Linked DNA regions of Sus scrofa: all the other regions are linked to region 1. Evidence: chromatin contacts called from public Hi-C data. All regions are on one chromosome and are shown on one strand. Each heading gives the region's core, a stretch centred on a gene start, on an enhancer-like site or on the middle of the called end of the contact. The rest is flanking DNA. Distances are from core to core; before and after follow the strand shown.

What was found. Hi-C and Micro-C count contacts between places; a contact is called where the count stands out from the background.
Region 2: a contact with region 1 is called in a Hi-C map of heart right ventricle, with 4 times the contacts expected there. The contact joins the enhancer-like site here to the promoter of KANK2 in region 1. A contact is called at or near these places in 2 of 5 promoter capture datasets (fetal liver and liver), 20 of 47 Hi-C or Micro-C datasets (alveolar macrophages, blood, embryonic fibroblasts and 13 more) and 1 of 2 datasets of contacts at active chromatin or transcription factors (skeletal muscle).
Region 3: a Hi-C map of heart right ventricle shows a contact between it and region 1, with 4 times the contacts expected there. The contact joins the promoter of SMARCA4 here to the promoter of KANK2 in region 1. A contact is called at or near these places in 1 of 5 promoter capture datasets (fetal liver), 2 of 47 Hi-C or Micro-C datasets (fetal heart ventricle and heart right ventricle) and 1 of 2 datasets of contacts at active chromatin or transcription factors (alveolar macrophages).

What each region holds. Positions count from the first base shown.
Region 1 is chr2:69,923,870-69,926,570 of Sscrofa11.1, reverse strand. It overlaps KANK2 (KN motif and ankyrin repeat domain-containing protein 2), which reads left to right and starts at 1,377. Exons shown (of 14, transcript XM_021083853.1): 1 at 1,377-1,507. It overlaps DOCK6 (dedicator of cytokinesis protein 6), which reads left to right. Exons shown (of 49, transcript XM_021083867.1): 48 at 1-61; 49 at 474-716. The coding sequence ends at 516.
Region 2 is chr2:69,676,287-69,678,987 of Sscrofa11.1, reverse strand. All of the region lies in intron 1 of LOC110259342 (a long non-coding RNA gene), which reads left to right. Among named protein-coding and RNA genes, the nearest start is that of YIPF2, 28 kb to the right of the region's middle. Within about 2 kb of position 1,322, at least 7 of the 83 cell types and tissues checked have an H3K27ac peak or open chromatin away from gene starts, as enhancers often do.
Region 3 is chr2:69,715,843-69,718,543 of Sscrofa11.1, reverse strand. It overlaps SMARCA4 (transcription activator BRG1), which reads right to left and starts at 1,369. Exons shown (of 34, transcript XM_021083849.1): 1 at 1,072-1,369. It overlaps LOC110259342 (a long non-coding RNA gene), which reads left to right. Exons shown (of 2, transcript XR_002341646.1): 1 at 1-1,198.

The DNA.
Region 1 (2,701 bases), core at 128-2,627:
AGCCCCTGCTCACCCAGCGCCTTCCCCAGCTGCTGGCACCGACCACAGCCAGTAGCCTCAGGTGCCTGACCTGGGGCCTCCCTACCCTAGAGAAGGCAAGGCAGATAGGCAAAGCCAGGCAGAGCATGGGGGCGGTTACACATGTGCACATCAACACGGGTGCTCATGGCTTTGCACAAACATGTGAACACTCAGACATGTGCAGGCTCTGGGCAACTTTTTCTGATCCTAGCCAGGTCATTTCCCAGGCATGTGACTTCATGTTTCTAAGACTCAGTTTCCACATCTATCAAAAGGGGCATGATTCATATCTCCAGTGATGGAGTCTAAGAATCTCTGATTCTGTAGCCAGATTAGAACCATTGTGAAAGGAACCAGGAAGACCCTAGAAGGATCTTTGGAGGAAGAGGCTGGGGAGCATCATGCAGTTGGGGGCCCTGTGGCCATGTTGATCCATCTCATTCCTCCCCTAGGAACTCCTTGAACAGAGCCAGTTTCCGGAAGGCTGATGTCTGAACCCACAGGGCCTGAAGCCACACGCCAGAGGAACCAGCAGCCTGGCCTCAGTTGTCTGTGCCTTCCTGAGAGTCTCCCCCCACTGCCCACTTAGCCCTGGGTGACCACACTGCACATGGGGCTGGGCCCTCTGTTCCTCTGTCCTCATCTGTGTGCACTGATGCTCCTTACCTTTTCTAATTTAAAATGGTTTTTATAAACAGCCTGTGTGGTATGGTCCCTGGGGTCTGGGTCCTGGGTACACTTTACCTGCACACCCTGGCTATTGATGCACAGACACTGAGAACCACTTGGGTGCCAGGGACACATCAGTGACAATAGATGCAATTCCTGCCCTTTTAGAGCCGACATTCTAGCAAGGAAGGCAAAACACAAATGACAGTGTCACATGGGTGCATGGGAAATAATGGTAACACTTACTAAACCCTTGCTGAATGCCCAGTCCTGCATAATTGGTGCCCAGAAAGACACTCCCCTGTTTATGAGCCTTTCTGCCTGAGGGACCTCCCTAGGTCCCTGCCTCATGGTTGGTGAATCTGATCAACTCCATGGTCTTAACCCTGCTTTACAGATGGGGAAACTGAGGCAGCAAGCAGTTGAAAGCTTGGTAGGGTTAGGAACTGAGCCTAGGCATTAGCTTTGGCCTGTGCAGCTTCGCCTTGACCAGGGCCCCCCCTGCCTGCCCCGTGGTGGTCACGCCACCGTGTACCAGGCCCGCGCTGGGCGGCTTCCAGCCCTGGGCTGGCTGGGGGAGGGGTGACCTCCTATAGCCGCCGCCGTCACCACCCGCCCTCAAGGCCCTCCAGGAGCTGGGCCCTGGCCAGCTCCGCCCCGCCAGCTCCGCCCCCTCCAGCCCCCCCCCCCCGCAGCGGCCCAGCTGCAGCAGACCGAGGAGGACACGGTTGCGGGAGGACCCTGCCCTGGGGAGTGGAGGAGGGGTTGGAGTTCGGACACCCCCACGTGCGCGCACACACACACACCTGCCCTCCAGGTGCATTTGTGTCCCCACCCCCACTTCCCCTACACCGCGGCCGGGCTGCCTGGGACTGGAGGGAGCGGGGGTGGTCTGGAGGGGGCGGGGCGGGGCGGGGCGGAGCTACTGCCGAGGGCCGGGCGACCGGGCGGCGGCGCGGAGGACGCACGGGCGGCGGGACGCTGGGACGGCGGCGGCCGGATTGCGCGAGGCGAGTAGCACCCGGGCTGGGTCAGGGTTCGAGTCCGGTTCGGGGTTCGAGCGTGGTCCCCACTCCACCCCACCCCATCCCGCCTTCAACCCCCGGGCTCGACCTCGCAGGTCTCTACAGCCGCTGCCTCCAACTCCGTTATCTATGCCCAAACTTTCCGCACTTCCAGCGTCTCGGTCCCCGCGCCGCTGTCCCGTCCCCATCTTTGACCCTGTCCCAGCTTCTCTCCCCCGGCCCCATCCTCCGTCTGTATCTCCCTGTCCCTTCGCCCCATCATTGCCTTCCCCCTTACCCTCCCCCTTGTCTCCGTCCTCCTTTCCACCTCTGTCCCTCCCCACCAACCTCCACTCTCTATCCTCCCTCGCCCTCCTCCGCAGCCGGGCCAGAGCCAGGCCCCAGGCGGCGGGAAGGCGTCCGGGCGTCCGGCCGGGCTGGGCCTCGGCCTGCGGCTGGGCCGGCGTGGGGAGCGGCAGCTGTTTGCCATTAACTGGGGACCCCGCAGACCCCGCCCTCTCCCTCCACGGGGCGGGGTCCTCCTCACCCCCGTCTTTGGGGCGGGGAGAGGAATGGGAGACCCCAGGGACGTACAGGCTGGTCTGGGAGAGGGGCTTTAGGGAGACCCCGCCGGACTTCTGGCCTGCCTCGGACCCCGCCTGCGCCCTTTCCCTGAGCTTCCCACCTGTCCTCTCTTGGAGTGTCCTGTCTCTCTTCCTATCCTGTGTCCTCCCCATTCTCCAGGGGTCCCATAGAAAGAGAGGACCCTCAGCCACAGACACCCACCACCACTACACTGACCCCCACCATCTGCTGTCTCCACCTTGAGTCGCCTTCCCACGTGGAGGACCCTCAGAGGGCTGGAGAAGCTCAGACCCCAGTCTCTCTCAGAGAAATGGGCAGAGGGATGTGGCGAGGAGGGTGAAGTTGCCTTCGCTGCCAATGGGGAATCTACCAGCCACTTCCCCCTTTGGTGACCCTGGGCAAGTCACTGTACCTCATAGATA
Region 2 (2,701 bases), core at 73-2,572, 250 kb after region 1:
GAGGTTCCCAGGCTAGGGGTCAAATCGGAGCTGTAGCTGCTGGCCTATACCACAGCCACAGCAACTTGGGATCCAAGCCACATCTGCAGCCTACACTGCAGTTCCTGGCAATGCCAGATCCTTAACCCACTGAGCAAGGCCAGGGATCAAACCCACATTCTCATGGGTACTAGTTGGGTTCCTCACAGCTGAGCCAAAACTGGAACTCCTACTCTTGTCTTCTAATTAGAGCAAGTGATACTAGCTGCCACATAAGATATTGATGGGAAACTTCCCCTGAGAAAAGTCAGTAGGTGAAACAATGAGCCCACTGAAATAAAACTAAGCTTCTGCTCAAAAATCTAAGCATAGAGTACCCAAAGGCATACCCCCAGCTGGCCTGCTCTTCAGGTTGATTTGTAGACCACATATGAACTTTCAAGGTGGGCTTTTTTGTTCTTATTTTACTGGCTGCAACCCTGCATATGGGAGGTCCTGGGGCAGGAGTCGAATCTGAGCCGAAACTGCAAGCTACAGTAGAGCAACATCTGATCCTTTTACCTACTGCACTGGATTGGGGATCAAACCCTCAACCTCCTCAGCACCCAGAGCTGCTACAGTCAGACTCTTCACCCACTGCACCATAGCAGGAACTCCAGGGATTTTTTTTTTGTTCTTTACCTTTCTTCTTTTGTGTTTATGCTTTAAAACAAATGGCACAAACATTTCTACTTTATTTGGCTATTAATCTGGAACAAACCTTGAACAAGGGGTAGACAGGAAGATTTTTCTGACAACTTCTCTGGCAATTTTGCATATTCCATCTTCACAGTGGTTCCAGGAGATGTTCATGGATCTGTCAGTAGAAACAACAAGCTCATACAGAATCTGTAGTAGTCTCATGTCCTTGGAGCTGCTGACATGTTAATTTCCTCACACCCTTTTTATCAGGATAATAGCTAGAATGATTGCAGCTAATAGGACCAGGCCCAGCTGTCTCCATGGTAACATTGTACCCTATCAATGTCACTTGCATCCATCCAAGAACATAGTTCATAGGATCAGTGCCAGTCATCTCCATAGTAACATTGTACCCTATAAGTGCCAGTTTCATCTGCCTAAGAATGTGGTTACACAGGGATCAAGGCAAACCTGGGCTAGGAAAAGATACTGGTATGTTTTAAATTTCCATTTTATCAGTTTCCATCTCTGTGAATCAAGTTTACAAATTTTTTTTTTTTTTGTCTTTTTGCCATTTCTTGGGCTGCTCCTGCGGCATATGGAGGTTCCCAGGCTAGGTGCCCAATCGGAGCTGTAGCTTCCTGCCTATGCCAGAGCACAGCAACACAGGATCCAAGCCGCGTCTGCAACCTACACCACAGCTCACAGCAACACCAGATCCTTAACCCACTGAGCAAGGCCAGGGATCAAACCCACAACTAATAGTTCCTAGTCGGATTCGTTAACCACTGTGCCACGACGGGAACTCCAAAGTTTACAATGTTTTAAGAGCAGAAAGTCTTGGAAGTTCCAGGGTGGCACAGCAGGTTAAAGATCCAGCTATGGCACAGGTCACAATTGCAGCGTGGGTTTGATCCCTGGCCTGGGAACTTCCACATGACACAGGCGCAGCCAAAAAAAAGAGCAGAAAAGCTCATAATGAGCCTTTGTTATTTTGCAAGGTGGCATTTCAAAGCAAAGCTACATGGAGTAGTGGCTTGAAATCCTATAGGCAAAGGGATCTTCTAGTGAACACATGCTGAAGAGGAACAGCCTCCAAGCCATGGTCTCAAGAGTAGAGACAATTAGGGAGTTCCCATTGTGGCTTATCGGGTTAAGAACCTGACTAGCATCCATGGGGATTCAAGTTTGATCCCTGGCTTCAGTAAGTGGGTTAAAGGATATGGTGTTGCCATTAGCTGCGGCATTAGGTCTCAGATGCAGCTCAGATCTGGCATTGCTGTCTGCGGCATAGGCTGGCAGCTACAGCTCTGATTCTACCCCTAGTCTGGGAACTCCCATATGCCACAAGTGTGGCCCTAAAAAGGAAAAAAAAAAAAAAAAAGACTAGAGACAATTAGGAGTCTTGCTCTTTGAAATGAAGTAGGCTTATGTTGGCAGCATTACAAAATCCAAGTTTGGTGCCCAACATACACTGAGGCCAAACAATACAAAAACATCACGAGTTAACGATTTTGGAGCAGATAAAGATTTATTGCTGAGCCATGCAAGGAGACAGGTGGCTCATGTCTTTTAAAAAAACCCTAAACTCCTCAAAGGCTTTCAGCAAAGCCTTTTTATAGGAAAGGTGAGAGAGGGGAGTGGTTATTTGTTGCAAACTTCTTGGTGTCAGATCCTTTGTTCTGGCAGCTGCCCTTTTAGGTCAGGTCACCGTCAGGTCACAATGTCCCTGTCAAGTTCTCAAAACAAACTTTATTTTCAATTCTGCAACTTTTAATCTATCTAAAGCTGTAATATACAAGAAAAGGACAGGGAGGCATTAAGTTCTGTCTCCACGCCTCCTTGCAGCTTTTAACACTTAGCAAATCCCATAAGCAAAGTGACATCATTACCCCTCATCTTATTTGTTCAAGGTTAGTTAGTCCGACACTCAGCTCTCATCACTGAGGGAATGAGGCACCCAGGACCCAGTTGGCCCTCAGGCTCCTCAGGCCTCACGAATGGTAGCCAGTGCTATGGCCTGCAACCAGGGAGATTTCCA
Region 3 (2,701 bases), core at 120-2,619, 210 kb after region 1:
TGAACAACAAAATAGTGCTTCCCTCTAACCAGGAACCATTTTATTGGCTTTCACCAACTCCATTTGTGGCATTATTGCCATTTCACAAATGAGGAAACTAAGAGGTTCAGAAAAATTAAGTTATTTGCCTAAGGTCACATAGCTAAGTAACCAGCAACGCCAGAAATCAAACCCAACTCCAGTCTGTCAATTGAAAGTGAAAACTTACTTCAAATTCCTAGGAAGTGGTTCTAACATTATTCCCTACTTTACCTAAGGATTCACTGGGGGTGGGGGCGTGGGGTGGCTACCTAGGCTAGTCTTCAAGATCGGCACAAAACACCTTCTCCTTAAAGATCCACATCTTAAATAAAAGCGTTAATCTGGAAAATCAATTGCGAGGAAGGGAAAAGGATGGAAAACTAAAACAAAGCTTTCAACAGCAGTTCTCCCGGTCCTTCCCGACTAGCTGCGGATCCTCCGATTTAAGGCAAACATTCTGGAGTCACTACTTTACAAGGGGCTGAAAGAGTTATTTACCTTGCCTTGAAAACCTAAAATTGACTTTTTAAAAATGAAATTTTAGGTCATCTAAACCAATTGTGCTGCTAATGTTCATGTCCAGGCGACGCTGGACATATCTGGGGGTTTTCCTACTGAGCGATGACCGCAGCCTTGTTAAAAGGCAACAATCGAGTCGGACCCGTTACAACGTAGCCAGAATAGCCCGGACGCCTGGCTATTGTTATAGCCGCAGCTGAGACCGCGATGGGGGCCGGGCCCGTGGCCCGCCGACTGGGCGAAGAGCTTTGTCCGGCGACCCCGGCGAGAGCGCGCGCGAGGGGCGCGCGGCCTCCACGCGGCCCGGGCCCCCACCCCACCCGCCGCGGATACTGTAGCCGCCGCGGCCTCGATGCACTGTGGCCTTCCCCGCGCGCGCGGTGCAGGCCAGGCGTCTTGACCCTCGGGCGCCGCCGTACCCCGGCCCTGCTCCGGGCGCCGGCGGCCCCCTCCCCCCTCGGAACCCCGGCTCCATTCAAACCGTCCTCCCAAGCCCCGCGCCGCGCTCCCCCCGCGATCTGCGTTCCTTACCGGGAGTCGCCGGTGCCGTCGCCTTCCTGGCGCCGCCCCCGCCCCTCCGCGCGAGGCCGGGGGCAGAATGGGCGTCTCGCCTCTTCTCACGAAACAAAGAAGCCGCCGCTGCCGCCGCCAAGCGAGGGTAAGCCTCGCGCGCGCGCCCGCCGGCCTCGGCCGCCCCCCCCACGCCACCCGCGCCCCCGCTGCGCGCGCACTCGTCACCTCCCCTCCCCCCCACCACTAAGCGCCTCTCCCGCTTCCGCCGCCCGCCCGGTCTCGTGCGCGTGCCCGCCCGCCCTTCCGCTCCTAGAGCGCGTGCGTGTCGGCCGCGGGGGTGGGGTGGGGAGGGGGCGGGGCCAGAGAGAGCTAGCGCCCCGGACGCACCTCCCTACTTTGTGCGGGACGCGCCTGCGCTTGCGCATGGGGGTGGTTCTTCGCCTTCCGCACGTCGTGCGTCGCCACTGCTCCGAGCATGCGCAGAGCGGGCGCCACTGCGGCGGCGGTAGTGGTGGTGGTAGTGATGGTGGTGGTGGGTGGCTGGGGGATGGGACTGGATGGCGGCAGGGTCTTTGGGGAAGGGGTGGCAGAGGGGCCCTGAGACCGGGAAGTGAGGATGCAAGGCAGTGCTTGAGGGGAAGAGGCGGGGAGGCTGGGCCAGAGATGAGCAGAGCCGGCCTCCGGGTCAAGGGCGAACTTAGGAACCGTTTTCATCCTTGGTAGGGGGGATGTGGTGCCCTTTGGGCAGTCTGACGGGTACGGACTGTGGCTGTCTTTTGTGCAGAGCCTATGTAAGGCTATTAATTAGCAGATATTTATTGATTTGCTGTTGAGTTGCGGCACCGGACATAAAATTTCAGCTGCTGTGGCTCTCATGATCTAATGGGGGAGGCAGGCGCGAGGCAAGAGAACCAAGTAAAATATAAAATACACTGTGTTGAAATGGAGACATGAAAAGTGGTGGAAATTTTAAAGCGGCAGCTAGGGAAGGCCGCGTTGGGAAGACATTTGAGTCCAGTAGTAAAAGCAGTGAGGGAGAGAGCCTTGTTAGAAGTATGAAGGCCTAGAGCTTGTAGGCGGCTTCCTCTATGTTTTTAAAGTATCTCCAGCCCCACCTCATTTAGCCCCACAACTGAGCAAATGCTCCCCAAAGTCAAGTCCCACAGCCTGTGACTGTCCCTATCCCTGCTTCTCCCAGGCCCACTCTTCCTCATTTTTCAGGTCTCAGTTGACTTACCACCTCCACCAGTCTTGCCTCCTCTTTGATCACTGCCTCCATTCCCTTTCCTTCACATTTCTTGGGTACCTTTTTAAGTTTTTTTATTATAGTTGATTTATAATATCCTGTCAGTTTCTGCTGTACAGCATCCTTCTCTTCAATTTAAATGGCATGATGTTGTCAATTTTAGTCCCTAGTGAATACCCAGCATCTACTGTAGTGTGCCACCCCCACCCCCCCACAAGACAGTTTAAAAAATTTTTTTAGGGAGTTCCCATCGTGGCTCATCAGTAACGAATCTGACTGGCATCCATGAGGATGAAGGTTCGATCCCTGGCCTTGTTCAGTGAGTTAAGGATCCTGCATTGCTGAGCTATAGTGCAGGTCACAGACACAGCTTGGATCCTGTGTTGCTGTGGTGTAGGCCAA